2 separate regions of the Mus musculus genome follow, and region 1 is linked to region 2. Evidence: chromatin contacts called from public Hi-C data. All regions are on one chromosome and are shown on one strand. The core of a region is the stretch at or near the end of the contact, and the rest is flanking DNA. Distances in the headings are between cores, read along the strand shown.

Region 1 (7,091 bases), core at 2,780-5,279, 440 kb after region 2:
TGAGGAGGAGCCGTGACCTTCTCAAGGTCAGAGTGTCAAGGAGGACTAACATTTTAATGGAGGTGTAAATCCTATTGTTTTGTTTGTTTTTGATTCCTGGCCCCCATAAGATGACTTATGCATGTTTATGTATTTTGCAAACGGCACTGAGATGTGGGCAAAATGTGGGCAAAAAGGAAGCCCACATTGGGGCATTAGGTTGGATCATCCTCAGCCTAGTTTTTGCTATGCTGCCCTTGCTACCTGCCTGTCAACCATCCCTCTTTCTGCTCTAACCATAGTCTTTGACTTAAGCTCTGAGCCTGCCTTTCCTTTGTAATAGTTGAGCCATCCTTCTCAGCCTTGCTGCTTGGGGTTACTTGCTGTTTCTGGTAGTATGTTTCTCTCCTACTTCAGTGCCTAGTTCATAGGAGCAGGACAGGACCCAGACATCCCATGATTCTCAGGAACAAAATTTTCTTTGTCTTCTGGCAACACTTATCTCTCTGCCATGGGGCCAGTTGTTTCCTCTTCCATTTGATGACATGTACAACTGAAAAATAGATGCTGGAGGGTGGGGGTGGAGTGGAAATATATCTGGACTAAGTAGATACCCTTTTCTCTTTTTTACTTGGTAAGTAAGATGGAGAATAGAGCTGTCTTTGTCATTATCTAAAAGAAATAGAACTATGGTTAATCATAATGTTCTTCATGAGAACATTAGTGATTCTATGGTTTCTTATAAAATAAAAGAAAGGCTTCCTTATAGCCAAGCATGGTGGTCTGCACTTGTAATCCCAGAGCTAGGAAGGTGGAGTCACGAGGATCCGGAATACAAGGACATCCTCAGTTTTTTAGAGAACCCGCCACCAGCTTCAAAGAAGAGAGGGAAGAGGGGAGAGGGGAGAAAGAGAAGAAAAGCAATGCTTGCTTTCAAAGTAAAGAAGTGGGGTAGATGTATGCATACCAGGATAGATGTAGCTAAACATCATAAAGAATGATTTCATGGTTTTTTTTTGGGGGGGGGTGTGGTTTTGCTATTTCTTTGTGCAGTTGTTTTTATTCTGAGTGGAAGTTTGAGTGGTTCTTCACTGCTTTGAAGATATGCAGCTTGTATATTTTGAAATCGCACTGGTATTCGAATCTTAACTTGAAAGGACATTAGCATGTGGCATTGGCAGGTTCATTGTATGAGCTCAGTTGGTTCAAAGAAGCTGAAGTGGCCCAGACATCTTTCCAAGGTCACTGTCAAGTGAGAAATGCTTGCCCAACAGCAGGCACACTGTGGGTTTGTAACCAGTGACACTGAATCTATAGTGTCTGCTTAATGGTCCCTATGGGGATTCTATATGTGACTGTTGAATCTTCAATAGCTAGCTGTATATCTTCAAGTTAGTCTCAGAACTGACTGGAACTAGCAGGTGAATAGCCAGACAAGTTGGAGAAGTTGCTAATGCTTCAGTGTGTCACAAAATATGCAATTCTATATACTTCCTGTGGATATAGACATGAGTATTCTCTACCCTTAGGTCTGCGACCTATAGTTTTCTCATCGTCAACAACAGAAAATGCTGATCTAGACCCTGCCCAACGGCTAGTGCAATAGTTATTCTGTAAGTCTTTTCCTCCCTGTATGTGACTAAGATTTAGTCTCGCATTGATATAATCTCTGTTTAGATGGTGTTCATTTAAGATATTTGCATAAATTATTTTCCTGAAATATTCACGCAGAGAAGAAAATGGACGCAGAGACATAACAGGCATGAATACACAGGCAGACAGACAGGGCTCACATTGGTTGTACAATATTTACTGTTTCAGTCTGGACTATTACACAACTCTGAGCAGGAAACTACATTCTAGTTTTCTAATGAACTGCGTGGTGCCACCAGCCATTCCCTGCTCAGACTGTGGGAAGATAAGTGCTGGTCCAAGGGTTGTTCAGAGTCAGGAAAGAAGCCTCATAAGAGCTTAGCTAGACCTCAGATGCTTGTCAGAAGCCCAGAGCTCAGCCAGCGTTACCACAGGAAAGACTTAGATGTGTGTGTGTTGTCAGGTACTCAGCTGAGAATTTGCAAGAACTCAGGAAAAGCCAGTGTTTTGTGCTTTCTTGGGATAAAGAGATAGATGACTGGAAGCTCCTGAGCCAATCAAAACTCACTGTAAGTGGCCCATGTCAAGGCTCAGCCTTAAACATGCTACAACATGCTAACTTCTGTTGCTTTTCTTAACACTTTTACTCAGATATTTATACATATTATTTTTATTTACAAAGAAAATAAAGTCTTGTGACAAATATTAATCCTCACTATTCTTTAACTGGCTTTCAGGTAATCTGTTACTTACTGAAGTGACTAATTTAGTGATTTTTTTCAATAGGGCCCATTTTTTTAGGGGCTTGGTAATATGCTTGTAGCCATACCTTTCTTCACAATAACTCTTCAAAATAATATTGACGATTTAAACAAATAGAGAAACTGAGGATTGAGCAATGTATGCAGTTTGTCTACTGGAGAAAATAGTACAGTTCAGGTTAGAACCCATTCAGTTCAAATTTGTATCAAATTCTCTCTCTGTCTCTCTCTGTCTCTCTCTCTCCCTCCCCGTCTCTCTCTCCCCCCCCCCTCTCTCTCCCTCTCCCTCTTTCTCTCCCTCCCTCTCTCTCTCCCTTTCCCACCCTCTCTCTCCCTCCCCCCCACATGATTTATTTGTTGACTTTATATGCATGGGTGTTTTGCCTGCATGAGGGTGTGGGTTCTCTGGAACTGGAGTTACAGGCAGTTGTGAGCAGCCATGTGGGCTCTAGGAATTGAATCTATGTCCTTTTGAAGAATAGACAGTGGTCTTAACTGCTGAGCCATCTTTCCAGCCCCCAGAAGTATTCTTTAATGTTAATAAAATGTCAGTAATATAAAACTGATATATTAAGGCTTTGAGTATTTTCTTACATGTTGCGTTCTGTTTTCAATTTGTGTACGATTTCTTTCTATTTTACTGCCATTTTTCAAAATTATATCACAGAATCACTTTCTTAATAACCAGTGGTTCTCAAACTTCCTAATGTTGTGACCCTTTAACACATCTCCTCTTGTTGTAATGACCCCCAACCATAAAATTATTTTGTTGCTACTTCATAACTGTAATTTTGCTGCTATTACAAATTGTAATGTAAATATCTGTAGTTTTGGGTGGTCTTGGATGACCCCTATTAAAAAGTCATCTCATACGGCAGAGGAGTCAGAACCCACATGTTGAGAATCACAGCATATAACTTTCTTTTTCCTGTGTATACTTAACACCAGATAAAGCCAGAGGAAGACTAAGATCGGACCTTTCCTAGTGGGGTGCCTAACAGAGGCTTTCGGGGCTATCTTGTAGAATCTTTTGCAATGGTCCAGGAGAGAACTAAGGCCTGAGGCCCAAAACTGGGGTCCAGGTTGTCATGAGACTAAAGACAGGGATACAACACTACTTGTACAGAACCACTTTGGGAACTGGTAAATGTACATCAGAATGACTTCTGCTGAGCCACCAAAGGAGTAAATTGCCAGTGTGTCACATCAGTTAAGCAGTGGTAGAAGAAGGTCACTGGGAGAGTGTCAGCCCATCATTTCCTTCTAATATGTGTTCACTGCACACAACCTTAGCAGTGTACACGTGTCTATCATCTCACTGTTCAGCACCTAAGATGTCCAAGTTGCCTCAACCCTATGCTTTTCCTGCTCTAATGCTCAAATGGCCAAAAGCTGAGACTCCTATTGGAAGGCTCTTGGAAAAATATGCTTTCCCTCCCATCCAAATTCCAACAGAGTAGGACTAATATCCTGGTTTCCCTGTGGGCAGCCAGGATTCCTGCTCAGCTTTTAAATACCTTCCTGCATTCTTAGGCTCATTACCTTCTGCCTATCTTCCCAAAGCCAGTAGGACCATCTCATATTTTGAGCCCTCCTCCTTTCCATTTCTGTCTCCTGCCCTCTGCCCTCTGCCCTCTGCCCTCTGCCCTCTGCCTTCCTCTTTTTCATCTCTTCATGGGTTCTTCTGCCTTTCTCTTCTGCTTTTCAGTGCCCATGTGATGAATCAGGATAATCACTGCCATTTAAAGTCAGCTGGCTAGTGACAGATTGTTTCTGCCAGTTTCTTTACAGCTGAGTATAGATCAGTGTTTCCACAATCAGAAGACAGAGGTCTTTCTAATTCTTCCTCCCATGCCGTGGTGGTCCATTTGTCTTCGTTCCCTAAGTCTTGGTGGGTTTTAAGCAGAGTAAAGTGTCTGCTTGTCTGGACGCCCACAGTTACTGGTCCTCCCAGGCTTCTACTTGATTCTATTCTCTAGAATTCTATTCTCTTCCCCTCCCCCGAACCCCCCCCCCCATGTCCTCTACAGAATTTTGTTTGATCTCCCTCACCAACTGCCTTCCTTACTGACTGATGAAGCAGTGTTTGGGACCCCCATTGTATTCCTAAAGACGTCCATTTAATTCCCCTGAGTGATACCCCTCATCGAGCTCCAGCGACCTAGAATTTCTCTGCCTTGTCTTTGACAGTTTTTCAGGAACCCTTAGAGAAATGTTTCCTACAGCACTTCTGTAACAAACATAGATAATAATCTTTATTCCTTTAACAACTTGGAAGGAAAGTATAACTAAATTGCTGTTGTTGCTGAATTGCTAGTCCTTATCTGAAACAGACTTGAAATTTTGGAATTTTAGACTATTTGAATGTATCTAATGTGATATTTTGGAGATAGTACCCAAGTTCAAAGTTGAACTTCATCTAGGTTTTATGAATACTTTATATACATAGCCTGAAGGTAATTTCATACAATATTCACAATAATTTTTTTCATCAAACAGGTTTGTGGTGGGAAGCCCATTTTACACAGAGCCAAATGAAATAAAATGTGCACACCATCACAGATCTCCCATGGGCCTTACATTTGACTGTCTCACCTCAGCATTCAAAACAGGCACATGCATATTTATAAGTACTCTTTCCACTTATGCTTCCTTTCAGCTTCCTCTTATCAACGGGATCAGTCAGCTCTCAGCTGAACCATATAGCTCATTTGGCCTGGCCCAGCTTTTGAAGCTAGTATAAATGTACACACAGATACACACACACACACACACACACACACACACACATACACAAGCAAACAGGTGGCATCTCTGGCAATCCTAGGCATTCACCTTTCACAGAAATTCCTTCTAAGTCTTCTTCATCTTCTTGAGTGGTCCACATGGCAGACATTCCATAGATAGTACAGTCTTGGACTGATTTTGCCAGGGCAGAACTGAGAGAATGAAGTAGGCTTAGTGGACAGCTGCCCCTCTGTTGTCTCCACATGAAAATGAGGTGAAATGTCAGGGTTGCCAAGCTTCCAGCCACAGTGCTTCTTTGCTTCGGGGAGAAATGTCTCTCACTGAGTCTCACTTCAGCTACAGCCCTGGAATCAGTATGAAAGGACGCAGGAGGCTGCTGTGGGGCTGTGCTTGCTGCATCTCTTGTGGTGTGCCATATTGCGTGCAACAAACCTCTTCTAGAACTCCTTCCCAAGAAGGATGTTGTCTCTTTGAAGGACCACCTTGTTTTCCCTCTCAGAAGAGCTATCTGCATCTTACATGTCCTCTTTTTTTTTTTTTTTTTTGCAGCTACTGTCAAGCTCAAGAGTTAATGTTTAAGCCATTGATTATTTTAGTTATAGTTTCTAGAGGTTCCCCTCTATAAAGTGTTCCTTTGCTGTGTAGGCACTAGTAATTTACAGAAAAGGCCATGTGATCATTTTTCTCAAACACTAATGGCTTTGGAAGTTCTTATGTGTATTTACTAATTATTAAAAATTACATACAACTATGTCATATTCTTGTATGTCTTCATGTTTTTAGTAATTGAAAAAGATATCAGAATGAGCTATATTATCCACATTATAACATAAAACCTAAGTTATCTAATGACTATAGGTAAGGAAATGTCCCTGCTATACAAAATGGACCTCACACCCTTTCTGCCTACACATTATCTGGATGTGGTCTTAACACCCACCTGTGGGTCATCCATGCAGAGGATCATGGCTTGATCCACTTCCAGTTACTTTCTGGAGGAAGGGAACTTACTCCCAGCTCCAGAAGGGAGCCCTAAGGTACAGCACAGTCAGCTGCCCTGTCAGATAAAGAGCAAATGGGGAGCAAGTTTTCACATATATATCAGCAGGGATCACAAGCCAGGCCTCTGCATGCTGTGCTGTAGGTGGCTCAGCTGGAGTATTCACTGGAGGTGGCCTGGAATAAGGTTGCATCTATTTTATCCTGCCACATCGAGTGGCTTATTTTTATTTACACAAGGACTTTCATGAGTTTCTAGAATCTGTTTGAACCCCAGTCTCATAAGAATCACTCCTAAGATCAGGAAGGGCAAGAGTGAGGACGTAGGAATTGGGGACATCAAGTAAATTCCTCAACATGTCTAATGACTTCCTTTTTCTTTGAATCTGTGAAGCAAATATTCTGTCATCCCTAATCATTTTTAAATATTCAAGCAGCAAATGTCTAACTATTGTTATACAAGGTTCAGACATTAGAAGAAAGAATGGTGTAGAATTAATCTTTATGTACTATGTGGAAGCACTATGAAGTGTCAATAAAAAGCCTATGGCCAATGAGCTCAGGCAGGATTTGAAGGCAGAACACTGGCAGAAAGAGATAGGATTCTGGGAAATAGTCAGGTGGGAGAGATTTGCCCAAACGCTGAGACAGAATAATAAACCCCAAGGAGTGGTAGCTAACCACTTGACTGACTTAGACTAGTTTAAACGGGTTAATTGAGTTATGAGCTAGCAGAAAGGAGCCAAAGCTTTTGGCATAGGCATTTGTTTATATATAAGAAGTCTCAGAGACATTATTTCGAGGAACAAAGAGGCAAGGTGAAAAAGCCCTCAGTTATAGAATGGTATTGGGGGTCAGGGGGCTTTGAGTTGCCACTAGCTCAGACAGTAGCATCGTGCCTACTTTTTCACATTATTGGTTTGGAAAGAGAGGTTCCAGAATTCCTTTCTGCTCTGATCCATAATTTTTCAATCTTCGTGTGTGTTGGTATCAAAGACATAATTCTTACCT
Region 2 (7,106 bases), core at 4,496-6,995:
GAGAGATAGTTGGGGGATAGAGAGTAGCAAGTGTAGGAATAGAGATGGAGAGAGTGGAGGAGAAGTAGCTGGAGGGGAGGGAGGGAAGGGCAGGATGCTAGCATAGACTAGGAAAGGTGAGACATGTACTTGTGATACTGAGGAAGCCTGATGGCCAGCATGCACTTTGATATGCTGATTGGCACCACAGGTAGCCATATGTCCCATCTGCAAGAGCTAAGGAAAATGATTTATTTTGGCAGATCAAAATCAGTTTTGCAAGATCCCCAGGAATGCTGGCTTTTATCTACCCTTCACAAATCCTTCTATAGGCCACTGAGCTCATTTCTGCATACTTGGATTGCCTGAGACCTAACATTCCAGCCTTTTGTTGATGATAAAGTGCAACAGGTCCCTCCCTTCTATAACTGCTTCTCCGCTGGGCAGGGCCATGGTCAGAGGTAGGAAAGTCTAGGAAGGCTAGAATATGAGTCGAAATTAGGGAGCAGGAATTGTAGGTGCTAAGGGCCCAAGGAACACCGGAGGATAGCCTTGGAGTCGGCCCTTGGAAGCTGTACTTTGCAAGCAAGTTCTCTTTCACTGGACTGGACAGGCTCACCAGGTAGAGGGCTTCTTCGGCAGGATAACTTGGGGCTGGCAAAGTGTAGGCCATTTCAGAGCAGTCATCGGGGCTGCCTTTGGGTTCCTGGATGGTGTCAGCTGACTGGAAATCTGCTGGGACAGATACAGACTGGGGACAAAGGTCTGTGATCTGCACTGCAATCGTCATTGTGGAGAAAGAAGTTAATACGTGTCTGTAAACAGTGACAGCAGACGTCTGGATCGGAGCCATAGCAAAACAAGGCTGAAACGCTATCAACAGAATAGTAGCATAAACATTTCTTTTTTTTTTTTGTAACATGACAGAAATTTCTCAGCAGGAAAGAGAACAAAGAGGAAGAAGAGCTTGAGGCTATATATAGACTGGACAGAGATGTTTTTAGCACAAGAGGTACTTTTAAGTCTATATTTAGAAAACAACCAAAGGAAATTTAAATTTTTGGGGCGAGTGACCATCATAACAATTGCTTAGAGTAGATTAATAACCTAACAGAACCCCAGTGAGTAATGTTAAACTTTGCATTTTGAAGCCTTAACATCATGTATCACCTTTAAGTCTCATTTTTTCTTTTAACTTAACCTTAGATCCCTTTCCTCAGGCCTTCATGACTTACCTAGACTTTCAACATTCCCCTCCCCCACAAATCTGGAAGCGTTCAGTCATTTTCTGTGAGGCACAGATGCTTGAATACTAAAAGCAGTCCCTGGAAAAGCAAGTTCTATCTTTAAAAAGAAACAGTAAAAAGTAAATTTTTAGTCAATAACAGCAGCATGGTAGCTTGATTTCTGTCTTTCATGGAACCTGTTTTGAGAGTTTATCTTTTGCAGTGTGAAGCCTGTCAGTAAGATAAACTTGCCTCTGAGTTTGCTTTTCTCAGCAGGAGACCTTGTAGCTCTAAGGGAAGCAAAGCATTTAGGAAATGGGTTGGCCAGCTAGATGCAGCCTTGGTGGGAGGAGCCAGGTAAGTCAGCTGTTGTTGCCAAACTGATGAAGCTAGGGCTTGCCACCATTACCATCACAAAGATCTGAGAAAAATAAATACATTTGAGCAAAAAGTACAAACCAAGTGGCCGCTGTATTAATTAAGAACAACAGAGACACCTCATTGGGTAGCTCAGTGGAGCCGGCCCAAGGGCATGAGAGCAGGAAAGCCAACCCTGCCCATTGCTAGCTGTGGCATTGGGTGAGCTAGCCAGTGTTGGAGAGCTTGCTCTGGTGGTGTAGGTATGGGAGAGCTGGGGGGTTAACCAACTCAGCTTTCACCCAGTCCCAGATCCAGGGCTTTGAGTTGGCCCACCTCAGCAGCTACTTCAGCTATGAACTTATGGAACAAAAGAAGGAGCTGTCCCATAGATATAAAGCTAAAGAATCTCCATGACACAGGGCAGCAAGAGGATATCAGAGAGGAGTCCCAGTGACGATCCGGTATTGATAATGGAGGCTTCGATCCAGACCAGTGACTCACTGTGATGAATATTTGCAAAGGGTGTACAATGGCACACACTGTGACACATTAAAGCCTCCATGATGTTTGTTTGTTTTCTGTTGTTTGTTGTTTTTGTTTTTCTTTTGAAGGGGGATGTTCCAAGGGTGGAGAGAGGATAGGAAGGGACAGGGAGGTGAATAGGACTGTAGCGTATGATATGAAATTCACAAAGGATTGATATTTTTTTTTAACGGCAGACTTACTCCCTATCTGGACAGACAGCCTGGGATCCTCCATGGTGATCTTGATGGCTTTGTTTGTCAGTCATCTGCCACCTCAAAGGACAGTACTAAGTTTTTAAATGCCACACAGAGCAGCGTCAGCTTTCAGGCACCAGACCCAGAAGCTCTGAGAGATTTTTTTCTGTGGAGAAAAAACTTTTGGGATTGCCCTACCTTGAGGAGGCAGAGGAGCAGTCTGCCCAGTAGTGTCTATAGTTTGGGAAGGGCCAGACAGTAGGCAGGCGAGGCACGATATAGTCTTTTACTTAGTACTCAATGTTACTACACTCAAAGCAAACTCCAGGTGGAGTCTGTTGCTGCCTGTCTTCTTTTGGAGGTAGACTTAGCTGCTGCTACCAGAAGCTACTATTTCTATTAGGGGAAGTCTGTTTATTAAATACCTTCAATGTCATATTCATCAGATCTCTGAGTAGTTTGAGAGCCATCATCTAATTTATTAAGTATAGCTGACTTTAAGCAAACTTTACTTTGTTTTAGTTACTTGCTTTAGGCTTAACATTGACAACATATACAGAAGGTTAAAGTTTATCCCAATAGATGAATTTTATATTTGTATTTAGCATGACTGCAAAGCATAGTTCTGAGCACATTGAGGAATTTGATCATTTATAAGTTGACTGACCATTAACTTAAATGCCTTAGTTATCTTTACCAGTTTACAATAAGTTACTTGTTTTTATAAGATTAGGATTTTACAGTTTTATTCCTATTAAAATTTGAAGATTCAACTGAAGATCCTTTAGCATCAAAAGAAAACTTTAAACTATAAATACAGTTCACAGAGAGATCGAGTACTTTATTTTCCCAATCCTTTTATAGCATACCATTACAGCATATTTGATAGTTTTAGTGTGATGCAATTTATCTAAATAGCTAAAATTTAACATAGAAAAGCAATACAAAGATGCTATACATATACCTTCATGTTAGTTTCTGCTACCTTGAGTAGACCTTAGGAATGTATAAACTTTAATCGTTAGATATAAGTTATTAGTATGTTCTATTTTATATAAACAAGAATTGAGTCCAAGGTATGTGTAAATCGTTTGCTATAGCAAATCTAGTTTTTAAACAGAAGTTGAATCTGTGTTACGTACAAGCATGCTGCTCTAAATTAAGATTATCTGTGTAAAGATTTTTTTAAACTATCAACCATTTCTCTTAAAAATTTTAAGTTAGCTTTTCATTACAGATTTTATAGATATTTTAATCATATGGAATAAACTTAAAAATCCTGAGATCCAGACAGTTTAAGCAGTGGTTGTAAGAGACGTTTTGAGAGTAGAGAGGAAAGAAAGCTTAGAGATAAGAGAGTTTCAAGACTGGAGAGCAGAGAAGCGTAGAGAGAAGGTATTTGGAGGAGCATTTGCTTCAGCAGTGGCAAATGTTACAATCTGCAAGAATTTGGAAATTGGGTGTGCCCTGTTTTTGACCATTGAGCTGAACTGAGGCCAAGATGTTTGCAGGAAGACGGCAAGGCTTTAATGAAGTGTGCAGCCAAAGAGGAAAAAGATTAGAGAATGCCAGTGAGTGGTCTAGTAAGAGGCATTTGGGCTCCACAAAGCAAGCAAGAAAGGAAAGTAAATTCTAGGAGTGAAGAGACAGAGCAAGCAGGAAAGAAGACATCCTTGAGGAGCAGAGGGAAGGGGAGGTGAGAGAGGCTTGGGAAAAGGGTTGCAAACAAACAGACTCTCCATCAGAAGGATTCCAACAAAGGGAGAGGGGAAAGGGCCTCAGCAGAGACATAGCCTGAATCACAGTACAGAAGCACACAGCAAAATCCAGCAAGTCAACAAGAGACAGACTCTTTACACATGATAGGTGACCAGGACAGTGTAGGAAGCACCAGGAGGCAGACAGGCTGAAAAGACACAGTGAATAGGAGAAGACATCTGAGTGGTTAGAGCAGGTGTACAAGAAGTGGCTGAAAAAGTGAACTCTAGAATTTAGGGTCAAATATGGAGGGTAGAAACCAGAAGAGATAAACGATCCATACCCTAAGAGAATCAACTCAGCAGCTTGGTTCAGTTAAGAGAAGCTAGGGCCTTTGGAAAAGGGGTCCATTTGTCTCCCTCGTAGATTTCAGCACCAGATGTACTCAAGGGGGCACACTAAAGAAACTGCCTACCTGGCCACCCCATTGAGGAAAAGGTTTTTGTTGTGGGTAGGGGAGAGAAAATATCCAGAGGTATCTGGAAAAGTTCAGAGCAGAGAGAGAGAGACTGTTCTTGATCAGATATAGGAAAGTTGGGGGGTGGGGGTGAAGAGGCAGGTGAGAATAGTGGAGATAGCAAGGTAGTAAGAGAGAGAAAAGTGCACATCTAGAGAGCAAGAGGAAAGAAGACTGTGGGTAGAGAGTGGCAAGAGTGATCGAGCAAGGGAGCATAGAGATAGAGTGGTGTGGGCTAATCATGGATAAGTAGCTGTAGGGAGGGGTGGGCAGGATGCTAGTGTGGACCATGAAATCTCTAACAGGTTCTGATACTGAGGGAGCCTGGGGGCCAGCATGAGCTTTGATATGCTAATAGTTGCCAGGAGGGGAATGTTTCCTTTTGGCAGCCGGGAACTGGTTTCACAAGTTTCTGAGGAATGTTGGCTTTTATTTAACCACCAGGAATCCTCCAACAGTCCAGCTTGAGCTCATTTCTGGATATCTGGGCTGCTTGAGATCTAGCAATAATTATCTTGACAGAGGCACAGCAAATGTTCTCTGTGTATCCTAAGAAGGGAGAGTAAGAGAGGTTGCACACAAATGAGTCCACTGTGAACCAGCGCTAATGCTGTTCCAGCATGGCGATGTTTTGTACAGGGCTAAGGATGCTGAGGGTCCTCCCTGAGGAAGGACACTGACATCAGTGCGCAGCATTAACATCAGTTGTGCTTTTCAGATAAACATGGACACCTTAATAGGGCTATTCCTAGGCACTTAGAAAGAGGTCTTGATTTCTTTATGAGTCTAAAGAGATGCATGGCATATAAAAGCAGCTATTCTATGTTAAATCATTGTAACTCGTTTTATCTAAATGAAATAAAGTTAGCGTTACTACCAGTCTATGAACTCGACAACTATTCAGTAGGTAAGGATTACATGAGAAGAATTTGGTTTGGGTGAAGGTGGTAAAATGGATATTTCCTGGAACCCATGGGAATGTGAATTTTCACACCCTTTCTGGACGTGATTTAGCCATAGAAACCAAGAACGTGAATGAAATTTCATACCTCTGAGCTTTCTAATTGATGTTCTGTGAAATGTGACTCATGGAACAGACTGGGATATAAATTTGTAAATCATTATGTTGTCCCTCATAGTATTGTTTTAAAGCCAATTTAGTGGGAACACTTTAAAAGACAGTGGATAAGGGAAGTACCACAAACCCTCATGAAAAAAATGGGAAGTGAAATGCTAGCTCTATGGGGTGGGCTTGAGTTCACTGTCATCCCCAGAGCCTAGTCCTGACACACAGAAAGTGTTTGCTGAAATAGAACAGTGAGACACAGTCATTTTGACCTTGGGCTTCTTGATTCATAGTCTACAGTTGTGCTGGCCATGTCTCAGTATATTTCCATTTGCAAGATGAGGGTAGCCTTCAACCTTTACAGAGGACTGTGTTAAGGTTTGAATGTTTACATTAAGAGGCAAGCTGTATTAAACCAATAGTAAGTAACTACTGTACCTAAGAGTTTTAAGGGACCACTTCCATGTTTGCTGGAAACTAGCATATCTTCCATACTTGGGGAAACTCACAATTGAACAGAAGCCTACAGAGCACATTTATATTTATGAAACCACAAGGAAGTTTAGATGGACAACCATGCCTCTGAAAGACTGGTAACTAGAGGGTGAATTTAAAGTAGTCAGACCTTTCTGTCTATATTCACACTGCAGGAAGGAATTAAAAGGAGTATGCCAGTTTGGGGAGAAAAATAACCAGATCATGTTATAAGCAGTTATCAGCAAAGACAAGGGTTCTGGAGGCTTTGCTCACTTTAAGCCTTATGTTCACTGCTGGTGTTAGCTCCAGTGAGCTGAGTTCTTGGCTTGGTCTTCATTTCTTGAGTAGATCTGTGAGCCTAGGGGGAAGCTTTGCCACTTGCTGCTCCTAGACTTTTCTTTAAGCAGTTCTGTGGCTTTAGAGTCAGAGAGAGCACTGGCATTGACCACTTTGTGACAGCTTCATCCTGCAGTCTAAAGACTTGCAGAGCAATTTGTGCTTTCTGGGATATTCATAAAACTTTCTGGTGTCATGAGCAAGCCAAAAGTAAAAAATATGAGGTTAAAAGCAATGATCACTGTTGGGGGGTGGGGGTGGGGGGGGAAGGAGGATTTGTGATCTTGCACTGTGGGTTAGAAGATGCTGTCTGGAACACCAGCCTTAAGGCATTACCTGACATTACTGATATCCAGCAGTCTGTAACTCCATGCCAAACTACCTACTACAGTTAGTAGCAGCTTTGCAAGAGTCAGCAGTGGGGTAATGGTGGTGGAGGTGGAGGTAATGATAACGGTGGAAGAGGTGGTAATGGTGACAATGGAAGGGGTGGTGGTTGATGTGGCAGTAAAGGCAGAAGTGATGGCTGTGGTGGATAACGGTGGCAGTAGTGGAGGGGAAAGTGGAGGTGGTGGTGGAAATGGTATTTGTAGAGATAGTGGTAAAGGTGGAGGTGATGGAAGTGGTAGGGTTGGTAATGGTGGTGGAGGAAGCAATGATGGAGGTGGTGATGGGGGCATTGGTGGTGGTGGAGGTGATGGTGCTGGAGATGGTGGTGACAAAGGTGA

Evidence for each region. Hi-C and Micro-C count contacts between places; a contact is called where the count stands out from the background.
Region 1: a Hi-C map of bone marrow-derived macrophages shows a contact between it and region 2, with 15 read pairs. The contact joins two enhancer-like sites. A contact is called at or near these places in 1 of 484 Hi-C or Micro-C datasets (bone marrow-derived macrophages) and 2 of 115 datasets of contacts at active chromatin or transcription factors (embryonic stem cells and large pre-B cells).

Annotation. Positions count from the first base shown.
Region 1 is chr4:95,826,507-95,833,597 of GRCm38.p6, forward strand. All of the region lies in intron 11 of Fggy (FGGY carbohydrate kinase domain containing), which reads left to right. Among named protein-coding and RNA genes, the nearest start is that of Hook1, 140 kb to the right of the region's middle. Within about 2 kb of position 4,030, at least 3 of the 459 cell types and tissues checked have an H3K27ac peak or open chromatin away from gene starts, as enhancers often do. A contact at or near this core is called in bone marrow-derived macrophages, where this site is marked.
Region 2 is chr4:95,384,981-95,392,086 of GRCm38.p6, forward strand. No RefSeq gene overlaps it. Among named protein-coding and RNA genes, the nearest start is that of Gm12707, 97 kb to the right of the region's middle. Within about 2 kb of position 5,746, at least 47 of the 459 cell types and tissues checked have an H3K27ac peak or open chromatin away from gene starts, as enhancers often do. A contact at or near this core is called in bone marrow-derived macrophages, where this site is marked.